4 separate regions of the Mus musculus genome follow, and all the other regions are linked to region 2. Evidence: chromatin contacts called from public HiChIP or PLAC-seq and promoter capture Hi-C data. All regions are on one chromosome and are shown on one strand. Each heading gives the region's core, a stretch centred on a gene start, on an enhancer-like site or on the middle of the called end of the contact. The rest is flanking DNA. Distances are from core to core; before and after follow the strand shown. Region 1 overlaps Gm14321 (predicted gene 14321). Region 2 overlaps Ptpn1 (protein tyrosine phosphatase, non-receptor type 1). Region 3 has its middle 12 kb from the start of Gm38464. Region 4 has its middle 11 kb from the start of Gm32513.

Evidence for each region. HiChIP or PLAC-seq counts read pairs in DNA pulled down with a chosen protein or histone mark. Capture Hi-C pulls out chosen DNA fragments and counts their contacts.
Region 1: a promoter capture Hi-C map of liver shows a contact between it and region 2. The contact joins two enhancer-like sites. A contact is called at or near these places in 6 of 115 datasets of contacts at active chromatin or transcription factors (bone marrow-derived dendritic cells, bone marrow-derived macrophages, effector CD8 T cells and 2 more) and 1 of 9 other capture datasets (liver).
Region 3: a promoter capture Hi-C map of adipose tissue shows a contact between it and region 2. The contact joins two enhancer-like sites. A contact is called at or near these places in 4 of 115 datasets of contacts at active chromatin or transcription factors (bone marrow-derived macrophages, effector CD8 T cells, large pre-B cells and 1 more) and 2 of 9 other capture datasets (adipose tissue and liver).
Region 4: an H3K27ac HiChIP or PLAC-seq map of microglia shows a contact between it and region 2, with 4 times the contacts expected there. The contact joins two enhancer-like sites. A contact is called at or near these places in 2 of 115 datasets of contacts at active chromatin or transcription factors (microglia and pancreatic cancer cells).

The regions. Positions count from the first base shown.
Region 1 is chr2:167,779,745-167,782,927 of GRCm38.p6, forward strand. It overlaps Gm14321 (predicted gene 14321), which reads left to right. Exons shown (of 2, transcript NR_166468.1): 2 at 2,748-3,183. Among named protein-coding and RNA genes, the nearest start is that of Gm32287, 3.4 kb to the left of the region's middle. Within about 2 kb of position 1,902, at least 46 of the 459 cell types and tissues checked have an H3K27ac peak or open chromatin away from gene starts, as enhancers often do. A contact at or near this core is called in liver, where this site is marked.
Region 2 is chr2:167,948,666-167,951,881 of GRCm38.p6, forward strand. The region is part of intron 1 of Ptpn1 (protein tyrosine phosphatase, non-receptor type 1); the gene reads left to right. Among named protein-coding and RNA genes, the nearest start is that of Ptpn1, 18 kb to the left of the region's middle. Within about 2 kb of position 1,331, at least 200 of the 459 cell types and tissues checked have an H3K27ac peak or open chromatin away from gene starts, as enhancers often do. A contact at or near this core is called in adipose tissue, liver, microglia and 1 more, where this site is marked.
Region 3 is chr2:167,712,258-167,715,162 of GRCm38.p6, forward strand. No RefSeq gene overlaps it. Among named protein-coding and RNA genes, the nearest start is that of Gm38464, 12 kb to the right of the region's middle. Within about 2 kb of position 1,339, at least 81 of the 459 cell types and tissues checked have an H3K27ac peak or open chromatin away from gene starts, as enhancers often do. A contact at or near this core is called in adipose tissue, where this site is marked.
Region 4 is chr2:167,799,239-167,802,075 of GRCm38.p6, forward strand. No RefSeq gene overlaps it. Among named protein-coding and RNA genes, the nearest start is that of Gm32513, 11 kb to the left of the region's middle. Within about 2 kb of position 1,548, at least 138 of the 459 cell types and tissues checked have an H3K27ac peak or open chromatin away from gene starts, as enhancers often do. A contact at or near this core is called in microglia and pancreatic cancer cells, where this site is marked.

The DNA of each region.
Region 1 (3,183 bases), core at 652-3,151, 170 kb before region 2:
GTGGGTACATAAACATATGAGTATTCCTGTGGAGGTCACAGGTCACCCTCTGGTGTCTTCCTAGATCCCCCTTCACCTCTTTTTTTGGGGTACCTTTGGGATGCTGTCTCTTACTGGCCTGGAGCTCACCAACTAGGCAAGGCTGCCTGGTGGGCTAGCCTCATGCATTCACTGCTTGCACTTCTCTAACACTGGAGTTAGACCATCATGCCTGGATTTAATGTGTGTGCTGGGGACTCAACTCGGGTCCTCGGGTGCATGGGAAGCACTTTGCTGATGGAGCCATCACCTCAAGCCTCCTGAGAACACTTGAAAAACATTTATTTATTCCCACAAGAAGCCATTGGTGCCCCCTTTAGCCATGATTTCAAGGTACCCATGAGGTGGCTATGGACTTGCGTCTCACTACAGCTTAATGCAGCAGAAGCCTGGAGAAGCAGTGGGGTCACATGGTGTCTACCGATACAAGTGGGACGGCTGGCAATGGGAGGTGTAGAGGCCCCAGCTGAGGAAGAACACACCTTGGGTATCTTGGCTGAACACAGAGCTAGAACTCAAACCTTGTTTTGTTCTGGGGTCTCGGGGCTGCTGGGAGGCCCAAGCTGGAAGGCTCTCTAGGAGAGAGCTGGCCTGGGGTTGAACCAGACCCTGACACCCCCTCCAGCCTGGGTAATTATCTGAAGTGTGGGCAGCTCCCACTTCCTGCCCCTTTCATCCCAGCTCCGGGGCTGCAGGCAGCAATTAACCTCCCCAGCGCCCCTCTGAAGTAGGTTCTGGAGGCAGACATGTTATTAAACCCATTTTTACAGCTAGGTAAACTGAGGCAAAGACCACTGCAGCTGGAGCCTGCGGTTCCCCGTGACTCAGCAGCTGTATTTGCTCCTGCTTTTCTGTCTCTCGCTCTCGGGGCTGTAGCCAGGTGCACCCCATCCCAGGCCAGGCCTGAAACAGGAGTCCTGACCTCCTGCTCTCACACAGATGGGGCTCCCAGTTGTTGAACGTCACCGGAATTTGACTCTGCTGTGTAACCCTAGACAAGTCCATTCTCCAGGTAACAGGAAAATGTCTGCTGTTTACTTTGTAGCTTTATCCTGGGCACGAAGCACACTTCTCTGTGTGATAGAAGCACACATCTATCTATCTTTGCACTGGCAAAACACCATCCTCAGAGTTCAACCAACATCGGAGCTTCCTAACCTCAGGGCCTTTGCACATGCAGAGCGACCTGCTGGGACGTCCCCCTGGTAGTGGCTCATCATTCTTGACCCCAGAGCCGCCTCACCTCAGTTTAGAGAGAGCCTTGACCACACCCCTCACACACTTTAGGTGTCTCACCGCTTAATTTCCTTGTGCTCTTTTCTGATCACACATCTGTTTGATCCACAGTGAGTCCCTGAGCTCGGCTAGCACACAGTAGGAGCTCAGGAAATTGTGGTTTTCTTCTTTCTTTGCTGACTCTGAGGTCAGCTGGGAGCCATTTTGAATGTCTCTGGTCCCCTGCTCCCTCTTGGGAATGAAGCATGGACTGGGGCCCGTGAGTTTCAGTCAGCTGCTCTGAGGTCCCAGTCCAGGTTCTGAATGTCCCCAGACTGGAGGTGGACAGTGGTAGTGAGAGGCCACCGGCCACCCTGGGTGCAGGGCTCTGTGCCTTACAGCTCACCTGTGGGCAGAGCCTTACCACCAGCCACTGGCTCCCTTGATATGTCTGTCAGCACCCTTGGGGGAAAGAATTTGGAGAGGGGAGAAAGAAGGAGAAAAGCAAGCAGGGTGTGAGGGGACTCGTCCCACACCTGTGTAAACAATGTCACCTTACACCCCGTCAAGCACCCTCGCCTTCCGTGCCCGGTCCTGGGCTTGTTTTCCTTGGCACAGGTACCCACAGAGTGGAATTCGGCCGAAGGGACCCAATTGTCATCTTCTAAGCGTGTTCCCAGGCCAGGGACCGCCAGGGCTCTGACTGACACCCTACTCCTGCCCTCAGAAGTTCCAGAACGTTCCTGGGACTTGGGAGCCTCCAGCTCTGGCAGCTGTCCCGGAACACTGGAATGTTGGGACTCAAAGCTCCTTCCTGCCCGCCTTCCGGGAGGCACTTGAGGTTGGGACAGGGAAGTGAGGCCTGAGGTCAGAGGGTATGGTAGCCAGAGCAAGGGTCCCCAACAGTGCCATTCATCCCTTTCTTCCCCGGGGACCTCCTGTGCCCATTCCAGCTCTGAGGTACCAGGGCCCGCTGCAGCTCTTGGTTCAAGGATGATGGAGTGACAAAGTCTGTCCGGGTCTCTCATGCTGGCAGTCTTTGGAGGATATGCAGTTTCTCCTTGAGCTCCAGAGTGACCATACACAAGGCCAACACAAAGACAAAGCCCCACCCCCGCCCTAGAAATGAACCACGATTGACTGGCGTCTAAACTGCTGGATGCAGCCCCACCTGAAGTCTTGCCCTGGGATGCTCCATCTCCACGGGCAACCGGCTTGCCTCTTGGGGTCTGGTTTTGTATCATTTGCACACAGAAAGCTCTGACTGACTGGGAGGAGGGAAGGGAAGAGATCCCGGATAGAGAGAGCTGTAGGCGCAGAGACGGGAAGGGATTCATAGCACAAGGCTCCCGGGGAAGGGTATGCGCATTTGCCACAGGTTTGTGGTGGGAGGAATGTATTCTGAGGAGAGGACAACCCACCAGACAGCTTGGAGTGGTGAGAAGCAGACTGAACACCAGATTGAGCCCCACCAACACTATCTCGTGTGCCAGGCTGCTGGTGTGTTCCTGGAGGCCCACACAGAACGAATTCTATGGTGCGCAGCGAGAGTACGAGCCAGTGGAGTGGCCCAGCTGCTCTGCTTCCTTGGTCCTGGAGAAGCTTGATCCAGTGCCTCAAATCATCACCTTGCAGGCCCCTCCGTGACCAAGAGGGAATCGGCCAGCTCCAGCTGGTGGTGCGTACCCCATACAGTGCGGTCTCTGGCCTGCAGCACTCACAGAAGACATTTCTGCACTTAGATGTTCACAGTCTCGGAACAGAAGATGCCCCGCCCCCGCCCCGCCCCGCCCCGCCCCCGCCCGTGCCAGTGCTGGAGTATCTGGGCCTCTTCACAGATGTCAGAGCCTGTGTTCCCCCGACCCCCAGCTGTTTCTTTGCTAGTAGGACGCTTCTGAGATGCCCACAGAATCCGGTGTATCAGTATAA
Region 2 (3,216 bases), core at 81-2,580:
CTGCAGGGATATTTTCGCAGTCGATTAGCGCTGTGCGCATTGTTCACCTTCCAGTTACTCCTTGGCACTGGGACTGTGGGCTTCATGTTCCCAAGCCGCTGACATGATGTCTGGCGCGTTGCTCCCCTTTGCTAGCTGGCTTCCTCTTTGATCCGTCGGTGGACACTTTACCTTACACCCTGAGCCGGGCAGCGTTTAGTGTGCTTGACCTGTCCTTTGCTTGCTTGCTTGCTTGCTTGCTTGCTTGCTTGCTTGCTTGCTTGTTTGCTTGCTTGTTTTGGTTTGTCTGCTTGTTTGGGACAAGGTCTTTTTATGTAGCCCTGGCTGTTCTGGAACTGGCTACAAAGACAAGGCTGCTCTGAAACTCAGAATTCTTCCTCCCTCTGCCTCCAAGTGCTAGGATTAAAGTTGTGCACCACCATGCCCTGTTCTGTTCTGTCCTTGACCATTGTTTGGTGCTGGGGAGTGCACTCTTCCTGTGTCTCATAGGCATATTAGCTAAGCCCCTACCAAGCCTGGAAACCCTTTCTGAGGAAGAACTGTGTAACACCTGCTGGTGGTGACTCTAGCAGAATCTTGCATGAGCCTACACTTCATCTCAGAGGGCCTGTCCAGGCCATGTTGATGCATGATAGGACTGAGTTCCTCCTCGCTGCTCCCCCTGACATGTGCATGACTTGCCGATCTAGCTTTGTGTTATAGGGCACTGCCAGAGAGAGAGAGGGCATCGGTGGGAGCCAGGCTGAGCTGAGAGGAAGTGGAGGGGCTGAGTCAGGCCATCAGGCTGCAGGAAGCAGCTTCCTTAGCATATGCCTCTGTGGCTGGGGAGAAGGGAGTCGTGTGTTCTCAGCGTTAGGTCATTCTGACCACGTTGCTTCTGTGTTTTCATTTGTGTGGTATTTCCTGAGATTCTGATCTTGCCAGAAAGTGCCCAGCAAAAATTCTGGACAAGTGAGGTGTTTCTCTGCATTGGTACCTAACCCCCTCTTGAAGTGTTATCCTGGTCCAGCCCTGAAGACCATTCAGGGCTTGGTTTTTTGGACACTCCTTCCCCTTGGAGCTTGTGAAATGAGTGGTGTGGTTTGAATGGAGAAGGAAGGCCCTAGTCTGTCCAGGGAGTCTGGCTTGTCTATCCTGGCCCTGCCAGTCTGCTGCTCCTGTGCAGAGAGTTGTCTGGGGTGCTTAAGCCTCAGTGCATTTCACACAAGGGGGCTCACTCCTGTGTGAAGGTGATTGAGTTTACAGCAGAGGCATTTGTGGTCTTCTGTGGGATGAGCAGAACTCCTCTGGTGAGTGACAGCAGGAGACAGAGAAGATCGACTATGATCAGAGTGCACAGAGCAGGCTTGTGGCCTAGGAGGAGGCGTCTGCCCTGCCCAGCATCCTCTCTGTGCAGCTCTGCTACTGTGGAGCCTCAAGTCTCCATTCTCCCCAGTTTGAAGGGGACAGACACTGTGCCCAGGCTGCTGATGTGCCCAGCCAGCAAGACCAAGCCTGTAGCTCCCCAGATCTGTGTAAAAACAGAGCTTTGAAACATGGGCCCACCTTTCTTAGAGTACAGGCTGAAGGTTAGAAGTGGAAGAGATGAGAATGGAGTGGTCACAGGACTGGTATGGAGGCTGGTGGGGTTTCCAATGTATAGGTCTGGGCTGGGCCTATGCTGCTATAGCCACTGCAGTGGCCACTAGCAGTTGCAGACATGGGGGAATCTTAGGGCTGTTTCCCTATAAGAAAACAAGCATGTGACATGGCCCTGGGCTTGGTAACCCAGCTCTGTGGCTTCTCCCTGAGCATACCTTGTGATGCCGCACAGGCTGCAGGCATTCTGGTCTGTCATGGCTACTACTTGCCTCCGTGTTTAGGGACTTTCTGTACCTGCCAGTGCCCACTGAAGAAGATGGCAAAAGCAAGCATGAGCTTGTAACCACAGAGCTGAATAAACACTGGAAAATGGACGATAGTAACCTTCAGAAACACTTGTTTTTAAATGTCCCTGAGTAATCAGTTCTAAACTGAGAGAGGCTTTCATAAAAACTGTCCAGGTCTCAGTGTCCCAGGACACCTGGCTTGTGAGGTACACAGCACCTTCAATTGTACCTGGGTCACTTCACAGAAGAGTGTTGAGATGGACTTTCCTTAGCTGGCACAGGCTCAGAATGGTAACCATGCGTGACAGTACAGACAGTTCTCCGTGGATGTGCCACACCTCAGGAGCTCGGAGTTTGCTTGGCACTCAGGTTGTGTTTTCCTGTAGACACTGCCGGAAGTTAGTTACATGCACACCCTGCACGCAGCATAAAGTTACATAAACCCCCTTAGTTTACCTGAAGCTCTATTACTATCACATGACTTCATGTGGCAATGGTTTTTATGAATGAGTAGCATTGGGGTTCGCCTGGAGGCTTATGTCTGCCTGCCCCTTTCCAGGCTCCTACGCCACTGGAGGCAATCTTTCTACCTGCCTGCCTGCCTGCCTCCCTCCCTCCCTTCCTTCCTTTTAAGTCAGTCTGATGCTGAGGGATTCAGTAGGACAGAGTGATTTGGGCTCAGAGTAAGTGTGAGCCCCAGAACTATCATCAGGCTAGAGTCATGGGGTCTGGAGAGCAGCGACAGGCAGCTAGGGCGTCTTCATGGCTTCTGTGCTTTATGGATTCCCAGGTAAGAGCCCATTGGGTGTTTGCCTCTGGTCTACAGAGTCAGTCGCCTATTTCTGGACCGCATGGTCTTCTGTAGCAGCCTGGTACAGTGTCAAGTGCTTTGCAGGGTTCTCATGAGTAATGCTGCCTGCCGTGAGGGCCGTGGGACCCAGGTGACTCATCGCAGACATGCATGAACTCGGTGTCACTCGCATCCCTGGGGAGCATGTTGCACAAGAAGCAGCTTTTAGCTGCAGCTTCACTGCCCTCCGAGGTTTCTAACTTCAGTTCAGTTTTCAGACAAAGCTCATTGTGAGAGGCCATGAACCTACACAGGCACTTCTACCCATCAGTGTTGGAGAGCACCTGTGTCAGAGTGCAGCAAGGACTGACTGCATAGGTCTCTGGGCAGTAGCTGTCCAGTGTCAGATGGCTCCATGTCAGCCTCATTGGCTTTGGGACAAGGACTAGCAAGCAACCTGTGGCAATTTGATTTGTCACTTCAGTGTTCATTGCCCCCTTCCTGCACTTACAAATGGCCTTTATCCCAATTGGCCAAAGGTGTCTGTGGGAGCCACCC
Region 3 (2,905 bases), core at 89-2,588, 240 kb before region 2:
AGCGAAGCTCAGCAGCCCACGGTCCAGCTCCAGGGAGTCCTGCCCAGCAGGCCCTCCCAATGCTGGGATAATAGCTACCCCCACATGGCCGGGCGAGGCCATGTTGCTCGCCCCATCCTAGGCTGTCCCAGGCTCCAAGGTCTTAGAAATCAACTCTATCTGACATTCAGGACTGCAGCAGGCAGCCCCTGGGCCAGGCCAGCCCGGAGATGTGTTGGGTCTGGGGTGTGGGGCTTATGCTGTGGATTTACATGCATGGCCCACGCTGAAAATAAGGCTTCAGCCTGGCTTCCCTGGAGCAGTGGGAAGATAAGAGTGTGATGTCTCTACTGGCCATGTCAGGGTCACATTTGCCTACTGCCAGTTCATTTGAACGTCTCGTCTCTGCCTAGAACCTTTCGGCCACTGAGTTTGAGGCGCTCCTGTGGTGTACAGAGTTGGAACTCATTTATTTATTTATTTTATTTTATTTTTTTTTAGATTTATTTATTTATTATATGTAAGTACACTGTAGCTGTCTTCAGACGCACCAGAAGAGGTCATCAGATCTCATTACGGGTGGTTGTGAGCCACCATGTGGTTGCTGGGATTTGAACTTCGGACCTTCAGAAGAGCAGTCGGGTGCTCTTACCCACTGAGCCATCTCACCAGCCCTGGAACTCATTTATAAGAGAGGCCATGAGGTTCAAAGAGGCAAGGAACTGACTGCACAGTGAGCCTTTGCTCAGGCTGATGTGTAAGCGCTGGGGACAGAGGGACTGTGCTGACAGACCAGGGAGCTGGGGTTAGAGAGTGGGTTTGAGACGCTCAAGAGATCAAAGCTGCCATTTGGACAGGAAGCTCAGTGAACTCGCAGTGATCATCAGCCCGGGTCCCAGTAGAGAGGAAGTGGGGGGCGGGGGGGGGGGGGAAGCCGGTAGAGAAGAAGGTTCAGTGTTGTATGCTGCACGGAGCACAGAGCCTGTCCTGTCGAACCAATGATGAATCCTGTAAAGTCGTGTGTCCCCCCCCCCCCCCCCCCGTCCTACCCTGTCTGTCCCGCATGCGCACTAGAGAGAGAGAGAGAGAGAGAGAGAGAGAGTCAGTCTTGTTGTCTGTCCCACCACGTGCTTCCTGAACACAGGATGTGGATGGTCCAAATGTTGACCTAATCCAGAAAGAAGGCTTTGGCTCCACCAATTGGGAGCAGAGAATCTACCTTTAGTTCCCCGACTCCATATCGCCCCTCCTGGCCTGGAGGAGGAACTGCAGCCTGGAAACCCTGCACTACCCCTAATCCCCAATCCTTGGACCTTGCTAGGGACACTCTGACCCCAACTGGCGGGTGTGGGCCAGCCAGACTCCTGGGACCCAGTTCGAAGAGCATCCAGCACTTGTGGTGAGCTCCCCACTGACGCGGGAGACTGAATAACAGCCTCAGTCATCACGTGCTTTTACTAAAAATAAACTTGACATACTTTTGCATTGGGAAAGAACGCAGATTCCAAGCATTCTCAAAGGGCAAAGACGGGGAAAAGGAAGAATGGAAATTGGATTTTTGAGCTTAGTAATTAATTAGTGCCTGTAAACATATGATTCATGCTTTTTTCCTGGCTATGTTTTTTTTTTCTTTCCATTTTGCGTGGTCTTTCATAGAGACGGGAGAAAGGAGACCAGAACAAAGAGAGAGGGGTGGGGCAGAGACCGGAAGGGTTAGCAAGCCTTGGCCAGCTGTAAAGGAAAGGGGCACTTGGTCTTCAGGTGGAGGTGGAGCTAGGAAGATGGCGATATGTCCAAAGGACATGAGAAGCTAGAGTGGAGGGACAGGAGACAAGGTCACGAAGATGTCCCCTGAGAAGTGTGGTGGTGGCCTTATTATGGTGTCACACTTAATCCCTGAAGGATGGGGAAGCACGGTGGAGTTTTGAGCTAGGGAGGAATGTCATCTGGCCCACACAGTGGAGAGTTTATTTATTTATTTATTTATTTATTCATTTATTTAAAGACAGGGTTTCTCTGTGTAGCCCTGGCTGTCCTGGAATTAGCTCTGTAGACCAGGCTAGTCTCAAACTCAAAGAGATCTGCCTGCCTCTGCCTCCCGAGCTGCAACTGAAGGCATGTTCCGCCACCACCACTCAGATGATAATTTGGGTTGCTGAGTTTTCCCAGTGATACCTCGTGGCCGTTCAGAGGGCTGCATGTTAGCATCTGCCTCTTTCCTACAGAACACCGGCCAAGTGTCATTCATGAGGGACCTTGTCTGCCCTTTTGCTTCTGTGTTCCCAGGGCCGAGGATGTGTTTGTCTCTATGGCCTAAGGCCAGGCCAGAGAGGCCATCCCAGGCCAATATGGGATGAGAGAGGCAGGTTTTATTAAATTCAAACTCTGGGGAATTAGGATTGGAAAACTCTGTACAAGGTGAACTTCTCAGCAAGGGAGGCATACAAGCAGAGCTTACACTACCAGCCCACCCCGGCACCCTCTCTGATTTCAGATTTTCTCTGCACTGGGTCATAGACCCCTGTACGCAAAAATGACCCGTGAGGTTGGAATATTGTTATGTACACTGCTCAAGAAAATGAGGCCCAGGGAGGACTGATGTAGCCACGGACACTGGTTACAGGTGGGAAATCTCTTCTTGGCAGAGGTTGGTTCTAGCTCCAGCTCTGCACACAGGTGCTGTGTGTCCTGGGGCCAAATGGTTTGCCTCTCTGAGCGCCTGCAATCTTCTTGCTCCTTTAAGTGGGCATAAGTATACTTGTTGACAGGGGGCTGGGTGGGGGTTGGAAGGTCTGAGCTGCCACAGGAGTGAAGTCTTCAAGGCCCTGCTCAGGTGCTCTGCCCGTAGGCCCTTCTGGCTCGTGACCTCTCTTCACTCAACACTCCAATGGAGTCTTCCCTCCAACCGCCCACTCAGCCCTGATTC
Region 4 (2,837 bases), core at 298-2,797, 150 kb before region 2:
GAGTAGGCTTGTGTCTGGGTGAACATGCCTGGCCCAGAACCCTTGGCTGCCTTCCCTCCTCCTCCTCCCCAGTGCTGCCCGCCTCTGCCGCCCTTTGACCCATTCAGTCTGTCACCCTGCCATGTTGTTTCCTATAAATCCCTCCTGGTCTTTTTTTTTTTTTTTTTTTGAAACCTCAATTCACAAATAGATTCCACATCATAAGACAGAGTGGCTTTTGGAGGCGAAGGAGCACTTTGTAGCAAAGGTCACGGCTGTCTCAGGTGTGTTTATTGGCGCTTAGTTTAAATTGCCCCTCACGTCCCAGGAAGGTGGAAGTCTTAAAATTACTTCTCCCTCCATCTGGCGCCGCCCAGGCCCGGAAGCTCTGAGTCGCCTCACACTGAATTATTAATTATGATTTTCTTCTGTAATTGTCTACCCTGGAGTATGGACCAGCAGGCTCTGACTTGCCTGACCTTAAAGACAAGAACTCAAAGGCTCTTGGAGATCAGTTGCCTCAGTCAGTGGAACTGCTGTGCGACCCTGGGCAAACACATTTCCTCTCTGGGCTGTTCCATATGTGTGGTGCGGAAGTGAAAGCTTTTGAGTCTGCTAGCAGGGATATTTTTCTCTTGTTCGGTTGGAGACAGTGTCTCAGCATGTAGCTTTGACTATCCTGGAACTATGTAAACTAGGCTGGCCTAGAACTCACAGAGATCCGCCTGCCTCTGCCTCCTGAATGCTGGGATTAGAGGCACGGACCCCCACTGCCCAGCTAGGAGGGACATTCTCTTAATTTCAAACTTGAAAGTGGGTCTCTGGTGCATTGTAATTTTAGATTTGGATGGTCCTAGGGAGGAAGAGAAATGGACACTCAGCCATCTTCCACAGGTCATCCCAAGGTCACCTGGGATCAACATCCATTTATTAGCAGACAGGGAAAAATTAAGGGGTGGAGCACCAAGGAAGGCCTGGTAGAGAGCCAAGAAAGTCACTTCCCTTAGAGACCATAGGCCAGAGATGATCACATGGTTCTAGGTGCAAAGCAAGTTGGGAAATGTAGTCCCTGACTAGACAGTTACTAACCTATAGCAACCTCTGTCCTCTGGTATTCTCTCTCTCTCTCTCTCTCTCTCTCTCTCTCTCTCCCTCTCTCTCTCTCTCTCCCTCTCTCCCTCCCTCCCTCCCTCCCTCCCTCCCTCCCCCCTCCCCCCTCCCCTCTCTCCCCTCCCTCTCCTTTCTTCTCTCTCTGTTTCTGTCTCTCTCTGAAATGTGACTTGCCTGGAACTCACAGAGATGTGACACTCTTTTTCTTTAGTTGCATTTTTATGTATTTGTGTGTTTTGGGGGGGGGGGGGTGGCGGAGGAGGGATAGGGAGGGGGAGGAAGATGGAGGAAGGGGGAGAGGGGGAGGGGGAAAGGGAGAGGGGGGAGGCTTTGCTTGCAGCAGTTCATGTGTGGGAGTCAGAGGACAGTTTCAGGAGTCAGTTGTCCCCTCACACCCAGTAGGCTGTCAGGCTGAATGGCAGGCATCTTTCCCTGCTAGGCCTCAGTGTTCTCAGTGTTCTCTTTTCAAAGGAATTACACAGAGGAAAGGAATTTCATCCCTTGTTTATCAGTGAACTAAAACATGTGAACTAAAGCATGTGACTTCCTTCCACGGAGAAAGCTCCTGTAAGGTCTGCCCTGTACCTGTGAGGGGGTCTAGTGTGGGCAGAGGATGGACAGACAGATACAAGGACAGACAGACGTTCAGATGAGCAGAGCACAGAGAGCTTGGAGCAGACTGTGGATGAGTCCCCATGACTAAGCCGAGAAGGCCTGTCAGTAGAAGAAGGGGGGCGGGGGGAGGCGGAGACCTTCTGAACACAGTGTGCGGCCATCAAGCATGCCCCTGCAGAAACAGTGTGCGGACCCAAACCTCACTCCACACGAAGCACTGAGGGGTAGGCGAGATGGCTCAGTGGGTAGTGTTCACTGTGTTAGTGCGAGCACCCAAACTCAGATCCACAGTACCCGTACAACTAGCCTGGTGTGATGGGGAATAACCAGGAGCCCAGTGCCTGGGGGTAGGGGTGGAGATGGGAGAATCCCTAGGACTCCCAGACCAGACACTCTAACTGAATCAGATCACTTCAGGCCATAGAAACCCTGCCCCCAAAAGATAAGGTGTCGAGAGCCAGAGGAGGACTGGCCAGTTGGGCCTCTCAAACACACACGGTCGAAAGAACCATTGACTCGAAAAAGCATAGTAAGAAGATAAGGAGTGGCCCAGCCTCAAGAAGGCTGAGCGAGAAGCTGCATGATGTGAGAACAAGGGAATTAGGGGAAGACCTGAGCTCGGATCCCTAGCACCCAGATAAGAGCTGACCATGTCTGAGCATGCTCGAAGCCACTGCACTGTGGGTGGGAGATAAGCAGATCCCTAGAGCTGCTGGTCAGCTGGCCTGGCTGAAACTACTTCTGTGCAGTGAGAGACCCTGCCTCAAAACACAGATAATGGAGACAGATAAATGACATCGTCCGCTGTGTCTGCGTGTGTATATGTAACACAACACACAGTATACACACATACACACCACACACATACCGTCACACATGCACTCTCAGTGCATGTGCAACACAACACAGTGTACACACATACATACACACCACACACATACACATACCACCACACACGCGCACACACACACATACTACATACCTATGCACACACACACATTCACACACATCCACCATCACACACACACACACACACACACACACACACACACATACACACACAAACACACAGGCAAATTTATCAGTGGCCTCATGGAGAGTCAACGATTATGTTCTTTAACGGCCCCATTACA